Regions from separate parts of the Hordeum vulgare genome. Here region 1 is linked to region 2. A link is a contact called in public Hi-C data. All regions are on one chromosome and are shown on one strand. Each heading gives the region's core, a stretch centred on a gene start, on an enhancer-like site or on the middle of the called end of the contact. The rest is flanking DNA. Distances are from core to core; before and after follow the strand shown.

The links. A called contact is a pair of places that touch in the nucleus more often than the background predicts.
Region 1: a contact with region 2 is called in a Hi-C map of seedling, with 2.2 times the contacts expected there. The contact joins the promoter of LOC123407783 here to the enhancer-like site in region 2. A contact is called at or near these places in 2 of 6 Hi-C or Micro-C datasets (leaf and seedling).

Annotation. Positions count from the first base shown.
Region 1 is chr7H:592,290,629-592,294,867 of MorexV3_pseudomolecules_assembly, forward strand. It overlaps LOC123407783 (zinc finger CCCH domain-containing protein 45), which reads right to left and starts at 2,632. Exons shown (of 7, transcript XM_045101000.1): 1 at 2,220-2,632; 2 at 1,242-1,655; 3 at 308-470; 4 at 59-169. The coding sequence starts at 2,569.
Region 2 is chr7H:592,166,713-592,171,158 of MorexV3_pseudomolecules_assembly, forward strand. No RefSeq gene overlaps it. Among protein-coding and RNA genes, the nearest start is that of LOC123412954, 13 kb to the left of the region's middle. Within about 2 kb of position 2,334, at least 2 of the 3 cell types and tissues checked have open chromatin away from gene starts, as enhancers often do. A contact at or near this core is called in seedling, where this site is marked.

The sequences.
Region 1 (4,239 bases), core at 1,382-3,881, 120 kb after region 2:
CGGCAAAAGGAAAAAAGGACAGCAAACACAAACACAGAATGGATAAGAAAATATGTACCTTAAGCCATTGTAGAGAGAAGTTCCGGCCATAATGTGCTGTTCCATTAGCAGATTTCCAATTTCCGCCACCAATGTAGCCACCAATCCTAGAAGTCATCTTTGCACAACCCTTGAAAAGCATAATAGAATTAGAGCTAAATATGCATCGCTTACTGAATGGCCTCAAAATAGTATTCTCAACTCTTAACAATGAGTTTGAAAAAATGTTCGTAGTCAGCATTGAAAAAATGTTCATAGCAAAATTTACCTGGAAATTACGTGTTCTATTGATTGAGAATATTAAAATAACATTGTCCATGGATTCAAAAGCTTCATTTAGTTTAGCCTCATTACTCCTTTGAGTAGCCCAGATTCCCTGCTGAACTGATATTTCCAGGTTCTCACGATTGCAACTCTTAACAATGAAGTACCTGATTTTTCAAGTTTACAAACCCGAGATTAATTAGAGAACTGTTATAGTATCAGAAGACACCTCATACTATGAAACAAGAGAACTTCTAACAGAGGAAACATCGTGGTGTGGGTGATGGAGTTACGAAATATGTGTGCATCATTATCCCTTAACCATAACAATAGATCAGATAATAAGTACTGGGATCATATATCCATACGAATAAGATGAGCATCAACAATTGAAAAATGACTACGGAGCAAACCATCGAATAGTAGAAGGTCAACCTGTAGTACTGTATTCACGAACACAGTAACCCCAAATACAACCATTGACACACATTTGGATTTACTTATGTCAATTGTTCTGTATGGTTTTGCAACTATAGTATCACATAATTGTGCGAAATCTTGGCTGCTTAAGTACTAGAGCACATCACCTAGAGATGATAAAAACTGAAACGCATAAATACAGTATTCTTTTAGAACAAATACATAAATAATGTAGTCAGCGAGAAACTATAAGGCGTTCATAGAAAGTATTCGAATAACTCAAAGAGATACATAGTTGAGTTCTATAGAAGTGCACGTTCCATATGTCAATTATCACACTACTCCTCCAGGAACTGCAGAGGCATGCTCCTAATGTACACTTTGTTATCAAATGTCAGAACATATAACATAATGTGTCTATTTTATGATATATATGCTATGGGAACTGAAACTATGTATATTGTTTTCACATTGTATGCTAAAAGCTTTACAAGATTGACTAGAAACTCCACACACACCTAGATGACCCTTGCGGAAGGGGTGTTGCAAGTCTGGTGGGTTGATTAGAGGAGCCATTTGGAACACCTTGAACCTGGTCATTTGTATTTGGCTTCTGCTGCTGCACCTGCTGCTGCTTCTGTTGGGGCTGTTGATTCATTGTTTGAGCTTGTTGCCCGGCAGCTGGTTGCATTGCTGAAGCAGTGGCATTGTCTGTCGAATTTTGGTTAGGTAAGCCTGAAGCAGGTGGAGGTCGAGGCCTGTCCCCCTGCTGATTATAATTATTGTTCCTGTGCTGATTAAACTTGTTGAAATTGGAAGACCGCATCTGCAAAATCTTCGCGAGAACTTCCTCAACAGGAGGTGGTGGTCCAGGTAACTTGACATGCTTGTACCGGCAATTTGGGCCATTAGGGCAAAATCCCATCTTATACCTGCAAACGACCATGATATACACAACGTCAGACTCGCTGGATGCCCATAAAGACTCATTTCTTTACATTTAAACAATACACTATGACTACGCAAAAACAGATAATTAGTGTCACAGTACATTTGATTTAGTATCTTGCATCGCCCATGGTCTACAAGTTATACCAGGTCATTCTCTGTTGCAACCAACTTCATGTACAATGTGTTTCGACATATGTATGCTGTCATCAGGTTCAACCAGCAGCAACCAAAAACCCATTGTAGACACTAAATTCACTCAGACTGAACTGAATTACAGGATAACAATTGAAGACTGGTCCACGGATATTGGTCACAGCAATCTTCATCAAAGCCTAAATTCCTCAATCAACAAATGAAATGAGCACCCAAGTAGGTAGATTCCCAATTTAACAAATCGCAATCGCCAAATCTGACCAAAATTGACCAGTCATGCGTCTCCAAGAGCTAGAAGAAACCCATCAGTATGACTGAAATTAACTACCTCCCGACCAAATTTTAAAAAAAAACAGAGCTTTGGGCGGATCGGAGCGGATTAGGGATCTCACATGTTGCACTCCTTGACGTCGTCGTACGAGTGCTTGTAGGCGCAATCCGGCTCGCGGCACTCGCCGTAGTCGCGGAAGAAGCGGCACACGGGCATGCGGGCCTTGTCGAACTGGTGCAGGAACCCGCACGCGTCGCCCTTCATGCACAGCCCCCGCAGCCAGTGCCGGCACACCGTCTGCCTGTAGCTTCCGCGCCCGCGGCCTCGCCCGTGCCCACCCCCATCCGGGCCGCCGCCGCCGGTCCCGCCGGCGTCGGCCGAGGACGGCGCTAGCCCTCCCGCCGCTGGGCCCGTGTCGAGGCCGCCCTCGAAATCGAAGCTGAGGCCGCCGTCGCCGTCGCCGTCGTCCATGAGGAGAGGTTAGGGTTTGGGCAATCTCTTTTCTCTCCCTCTTTCGACTCGAGAAGGGTTTCAGAGTTTGGCAGCAGGAGTATCCGTGAACTCTGCTTCTTCTGGGCCGTCCGATCTTTCATATCCGTGATCTCTGTTTTCCACCGAAAAAGGCGTATTTTTTTAAGGCGTGGTAGGCGATATTTTCAACTAGTATTATGCCCATACCAAATACAAATATCGCTTAAAAGATATTTTTGATCAACCTGTCGTATCTACTATCATTAATAATCATTTTATAAGGTGATAATATGAATCTTTCATCATCACGACATCAAACACATGCACACAATGTTTATTCGTCCGTACGTAATACAATTGCAACATCCTTCTTCGGTAGAGAAGGGGCGGCGGAGGAGCAGAGGAAGAGCTATTGACGTGGAGGAGGAGAACAACAAATTTTTGTAGAGAAGAAAAGGTCGAAAAGCTCGTGAAAGATTCCTTCAACCGTTTATATAGTTGCAAGCATTCGAGCAATTAAGAATCTTGTGAAAAAAACTCAAAGACATTGTGTAAAAAACCCTTTGTGTTGAAAAAATTATTTAATATGAGTGCACGAGGTCATATATGATAAAAATGTTAAAATCAAACCAAGTCAACAAGCCATACATAAATAAAAACAATGTAGAATGTCTAGTAAAAAGTAAGCCCTGTTGTGTGTTATGGTAGCCCTATCTCCCATATCTTTAGATGGGGGGACTCCTATGATTTAAGCGAAAAGTGACCTTGACGACCTGACAAACGCCAAACACTTGGCTAGTGTGTCTTGGCAATTGTTAAACCAACCTTCTCTTTGTTACCGATGATGTAGATGGCATAGGCAGCTTGAGCACAAAGGTCAAATCCTGAATTACATCATTACGATATCAAACTCCTGCACACAATGTCTTTCATTCGTACGCAATACAATTGCAACATCCTTTCTCTCTGACAAAGTGCGGTGGAGAAGGGCCGGCGGAGGAAGAGCTCATGTCACGAAGGATGAGGACACCATCTTTATGTAGAGAAAAAATAGTTGAGAAAGGTCCCTCCGACCCTTTATACGGTTGTAAGCATTCGAGCAATAAGGGGTCTTACGAAAGCCAAGCTCAAATTGTCCAAGAAGAGCGCCATCGTTGAGACAATTATTTAATGTATGTATAAGGTTGCACAAGATCCTACTAGCATACATGGTACAAATGTTAAAATCAAACCAAGTCAACAAAAGAGCAATCAAATTGCCATAATTAACAAGCCATACATAAATGAAAAATCAATGTAGAGTGTTCACTAAAAAAAGCCCTGATGTGTGCTACGGTACCATATCTTTCAATGAGAGGCACTCTGTTCACTTGAGCAAAAAATGACCTCGAGGACCCGACAACACCACACACTTAGGTTATATGTTTTGGGAATCGTTACATCAATCTCCTCTTTGCTACTCATGATGCAGATGGCATAGTCAATTTGAGCGTGAAGGTCATATCCATGCGTGCAAACAAGAACAAGCAAGAATCATAAATATCAATCTAAATATTGCATATATGGTTGAAGATCGATTGTGCTGGGATCCGATAAAAAGTTCATCGGAAGTTGTTGAACATGCCAGATTACAAAAAGTCGTAACGATGGCGGACTTATTTATAACTGAA
Region 2 (4,446 bases), core at 1,084-3,583:
TCCGTCGTCAGGCGGAGGAGCCCCTGAGGTAGAGAGATTCCGTGCAAGGTCCTGCTCGACCGCTCCGAGCCGTGTCGTGAGCTCAGTCAGTCCATGGAGATTCGTGAGGTGGTGGTGCCTGGTGAGCAGTTAGCTTGATCGGGCGTGTCGACCGACATGCACGAATGGTTGCTGCTCACGTCGCCGCACGCCGGGCTACGCGGAGCCGGCCGGCTCAAGTCGGGCCAGTGCGGTCAGGCTGGCGGACGGGACCGTGAGGCCTCGTTTGGTTAAGGGGGATTGGAGAGGTTTTGACAGAAAAATCATCGGGGTTCAGAAGTCCCATAGATCCTCGGGTGTCTATTTGGTAAGAGGGGTTTGCTTAACCCAATCTTCTTGATTCCCCTTCAATTCCTTCCTATTCATGTGTTTTAAAACCCTCCTCAGGGACTAGTGAAAGCAAACCCCGATGATTTGAGAGGATTGGGTGGAACAAAGAAATTCACCACCCAATCCACTGAAATTCCTACCTTTTAAAACCTTCCCAATCCCATTAACCAAACGAGGCATGAGTGACAGGGTTGTTGGCGGTGGCAGTGGCACCGTCGTCAACAAAACGCAGCGTCAGAGCGGGGCTGGAAAAGCGCGCGGCACTGTGCGGCGAGGCAAAGTACGTACGTACGTACGTACTTGGCTGTGCTCGAGTCCACGAACGGCCGTGCGTTTCACACGGACGTACCTACCTCCAGCCTCGCGGCGGGCACGGTGACCGGAGCGAGCGGCGGAGGTGTGTGTGTGTACGCAGGCGCACGGCGGTAGGCATGGATCGTGCAGTCCGGGCTGCGGGGGCGATGTGCCCGTGCGTGTGTTTCTTACCCCGAACCTATCGGTCTCATTCGTATGTACGTGACGCAGCCGATTCGTGGCACTACCCAATCAACCGCCCGTCTTGGCTTTCATCTGATCCAGTTCGACGGTCGACACGGCCACACGACAGCCCGGCCTATTCATCGCAGAGCGTGCTAGCGCCATAGTGCACGTCCTTAAACAGCTGCAAGCGGCATATGCTCGCCATTATCAATCCACACCACCCCTACTGCACATGAGATGACCAAACGGTCTGACGACCCAACAGTCGACGGAACCAGGCGGCAGCTGTCAAGCAAACCCGTTAAGCCGGAACCGGTAGAACATGCTTAAACACCACGACGACGACGGCGACTTTCTCCACGAAGAAGGCAAAAAACAGCGCCACTTGCCAGTAAAATTAACCACGAGAAGCAGTGGTTTCGTTTCCTTTTTCCTGCGCGTGTTTCCCCGCCGGTGAGGACCCCCACCGTCCGCCGCGGCGGTACCACGACCTACGCGTACGAAGCACGTACCGCTGCCGCGCCTGCATGCATGCAGGCAGGCAGGACGTGAGGGACCGGCCGCCGCGGCGGGCGGACCGGCCGACGTGTCGTGCCCGGCGACGCCACGCCCGTCTCACCAGTAGTACATAGGCCGGTCCAAGCAACATGTGCCGATGCCGATGGTGACCATCCGGGGCAGGGTCCAGCCGGCCGCCCTGCACCCGGCGACCCCATTCCCATTACCGCCACTGTACGTCGACGCCGTGCCGCCGGCCGCCCCGCGCGCTTCCTCACAGCTTTGACGTGCATGCATGATTAACCGCATGTTACGGGCAACCCCTGGCTAGGACAGGGTAGGATGGAGGCCGGGCTACGGCTAGGCTAGTGAGAGCAGCTTAGCTGCTGCTGCGCTACTGTAACAATAGCCTGAGGCTGTCGGTGGCCCCAGCCTCACCAACTGCCGTACCTACCCCAGGCACGGCACATTGAAGCCCTCCCGGGCCAGGTCCCCGCCGGTCAGAGGCCGCCCGCCGCCCGCGTGAATCCCGCGGTCACCGTTTTCTCCGGCCATGGCCTCATCATGACGACGACGAGGATGCATTTCTACGATGAACCAAGAGCTGCATGCAGCGGCGTAGATAGACACAGTAGATAAATAAAAATCGGGCATGGCCGGCGCGAGAAGGGACGCCCGCGTGTGCTGTAGCGAGGGCGGCGGCGCAGAGATAGGGGCACGCAGGACCATGACCATCCATCCATGGTCCAGGCTCGGAATGGTCCATGGCGTCTCTCCCTCTCTGTGGCCTGTAGCAGCGTCACGATGAGAATGGGGAAGAAAGGACGGCCTCTTTTCTTTTCTTTTCTCTTCTGTGTGGGGTGAGGGTCAAACACGACGCCATCCTTCTCTTTTTCTTTCTCCGTTTGCATTGGGCAGTGGTGTGGAGGGTGCCAAAACGAACTTGCATCCGGAGTGGTGGGTACGCAGCTAGGACACCAGACCCGAGGATGGATGGCTAGATAGAAGAGGAGAGGAGAGGAGAGGGGAGGGGAGGGCCATGGGCAGCCCTTGGGATTGGGGCGGGGCAGTGCATGCGTGGTCCATTGATTGCTCCATGGGGCTGCATGGGGATGGATGGATGGGGCAGCGTCTCGAAATGGTATTGGTAGGTGCCATTGGTTCTCCCCACCGCCATCTCCCCTTTGCATGCCCGTAAACTAGCAAAGCGCACCAGTGTTCTCGGTTTTCACCACGTCGACCCGAGCAGGGATGAAAACGTATGAAAGTGCAATGACATTCGTGGATGGATGCGGTCCGAACAGGGACACGAGCACACTCTCCTCGGCCGCGATGCTGGCCTAAAATGCAACCGGAAGAAGCTCGTCCAAAGCTGACCTTGGCTTTATTCTACTAATCGAAAGCATTTGCATTTGCATTTCCATGCATGCATGCATGTGGATGCCGGATGCCAAAGCGAGACTGTGAGAGAAGAGAGGTTGGGCCACAAGCGATCGGTCCATCCATTCCAATTCCAATTCCAATTCCAATTCCAATTCCATACACGGACGGATGGAACGATCGGCGAGGCAGAGGCATTCCCGGGGCTGGCTTGGGGAAAGTGGCTCGGACCCAAGCATGGAAATACTACCAAAAGAACACGTACGTACCAAGTACCAAAGCAAAGCGCTTATTCTACTACTCCTAGTTCCCAAGCCATCGCTTTGAAGTTTGAATGCCTCCTTTTTCTTTTCCAAGTAAGCATGCCACTGTATTCCCTACTCTGGCACAGTACCTTCGTCGTCTATATGCGTGCGATTATTTTTCTTTTCTTTTCTTTTGGGTTGGGCTTTCTTTTCATAAGAAAGTAACAGTGGGATCCACATCCGGTTTTGTTTTAGTTATTTCAGTTCGTCAGGGTTGTAGTAGTGGTAGGAGGCTAGGAGGTGGGCCTCCCTCTCGGGGGAAATGATGATGGCATGGCAATTCCCTATGGCTAGGGTTCTGGTGGTGACTAGAGCGGCCGTAGTGCTGATCCTGATGGCGCCCCGTCAAGTCCATCAAAGCAAAAGCTACGAGACCCTCCCCGCCACAGGATTCTTGCTTATCTATAATCTACTTCATCTGTTTCTAAATATAGGTCTTTTAAAAGATTTGACTAGTGGTCTACATACAGAGCAAAATGAATGAATCTATATTTTAAAATATGTCTATATACATCCGTATGTATTCCACTAGTGCAATCTTTAAAAAGACTTATATTTAAGAATGGAGGGAGTATAATTCACCTAGCAGCAGATATCCTGAGATTTCTTTCTCTCTTCTTTATGGGTGAAGCTACTAGTAGCACATAGCCATATGCATCTTTTCGTTTCGTTTCGTTTCGTTCGTCTACCATCACTTTCATGCTTCTGTTTAGCTCTAATAACCTCCAATAATTTCTGTTGCATTATTAGTACTACTCCATGGAATTAGAAGGCAACTGGATCCATTGCCCAATGGAACTTTGCGTTGATAGTAGTGGCAGGTAGGAGTACCTCTAGGACAGTGCATGGCATGGCATGGCCTTTCGCGACGCTAGATCCTAGGGCTTTTCTCCTCGGAGTGCTGCATTCCTTTGCCCGGTAGCGTGTACCGTTCCCAGCTTTAACTCTCATCACTGTGTGCGTGGTGTCTGGTCCTCTCCCCTCCCATCCTTTGTCGTGTCAAGGAACAGTAATGATTGTGCCCGACGTGACTTGATGACCCTAGGCGTCCTACCAGTACTCCTCCTCCCTCCTCCTAGCGGCATTGGCACAGCCGGTACACTTGTCACCCACTAAAATCCAGGGAAGATAAATCGACATCAACCAATCCCCCAAATGCGGCGCTGTTCACATATGCCCTACTCCTCCTCCTCCTCCTCACAATAACCAGGGATCAATCAACTGAGGGCGCCACAGATGGAAGCTTTTCTCATCACGAACCCGCCAATGAGAAAGCGGAGGTTTTTGTAAAGGAAAAGGAGCTGAGCTGAGCTTCCTTTGCTCCTCTCGTGTGCATGATTCGCCACTGTTGCTGCATCACAGCACAGGGGGGCGGGCAGTGTGTGTGTGTGCAGTCTTCCTGCCTTTGATCATC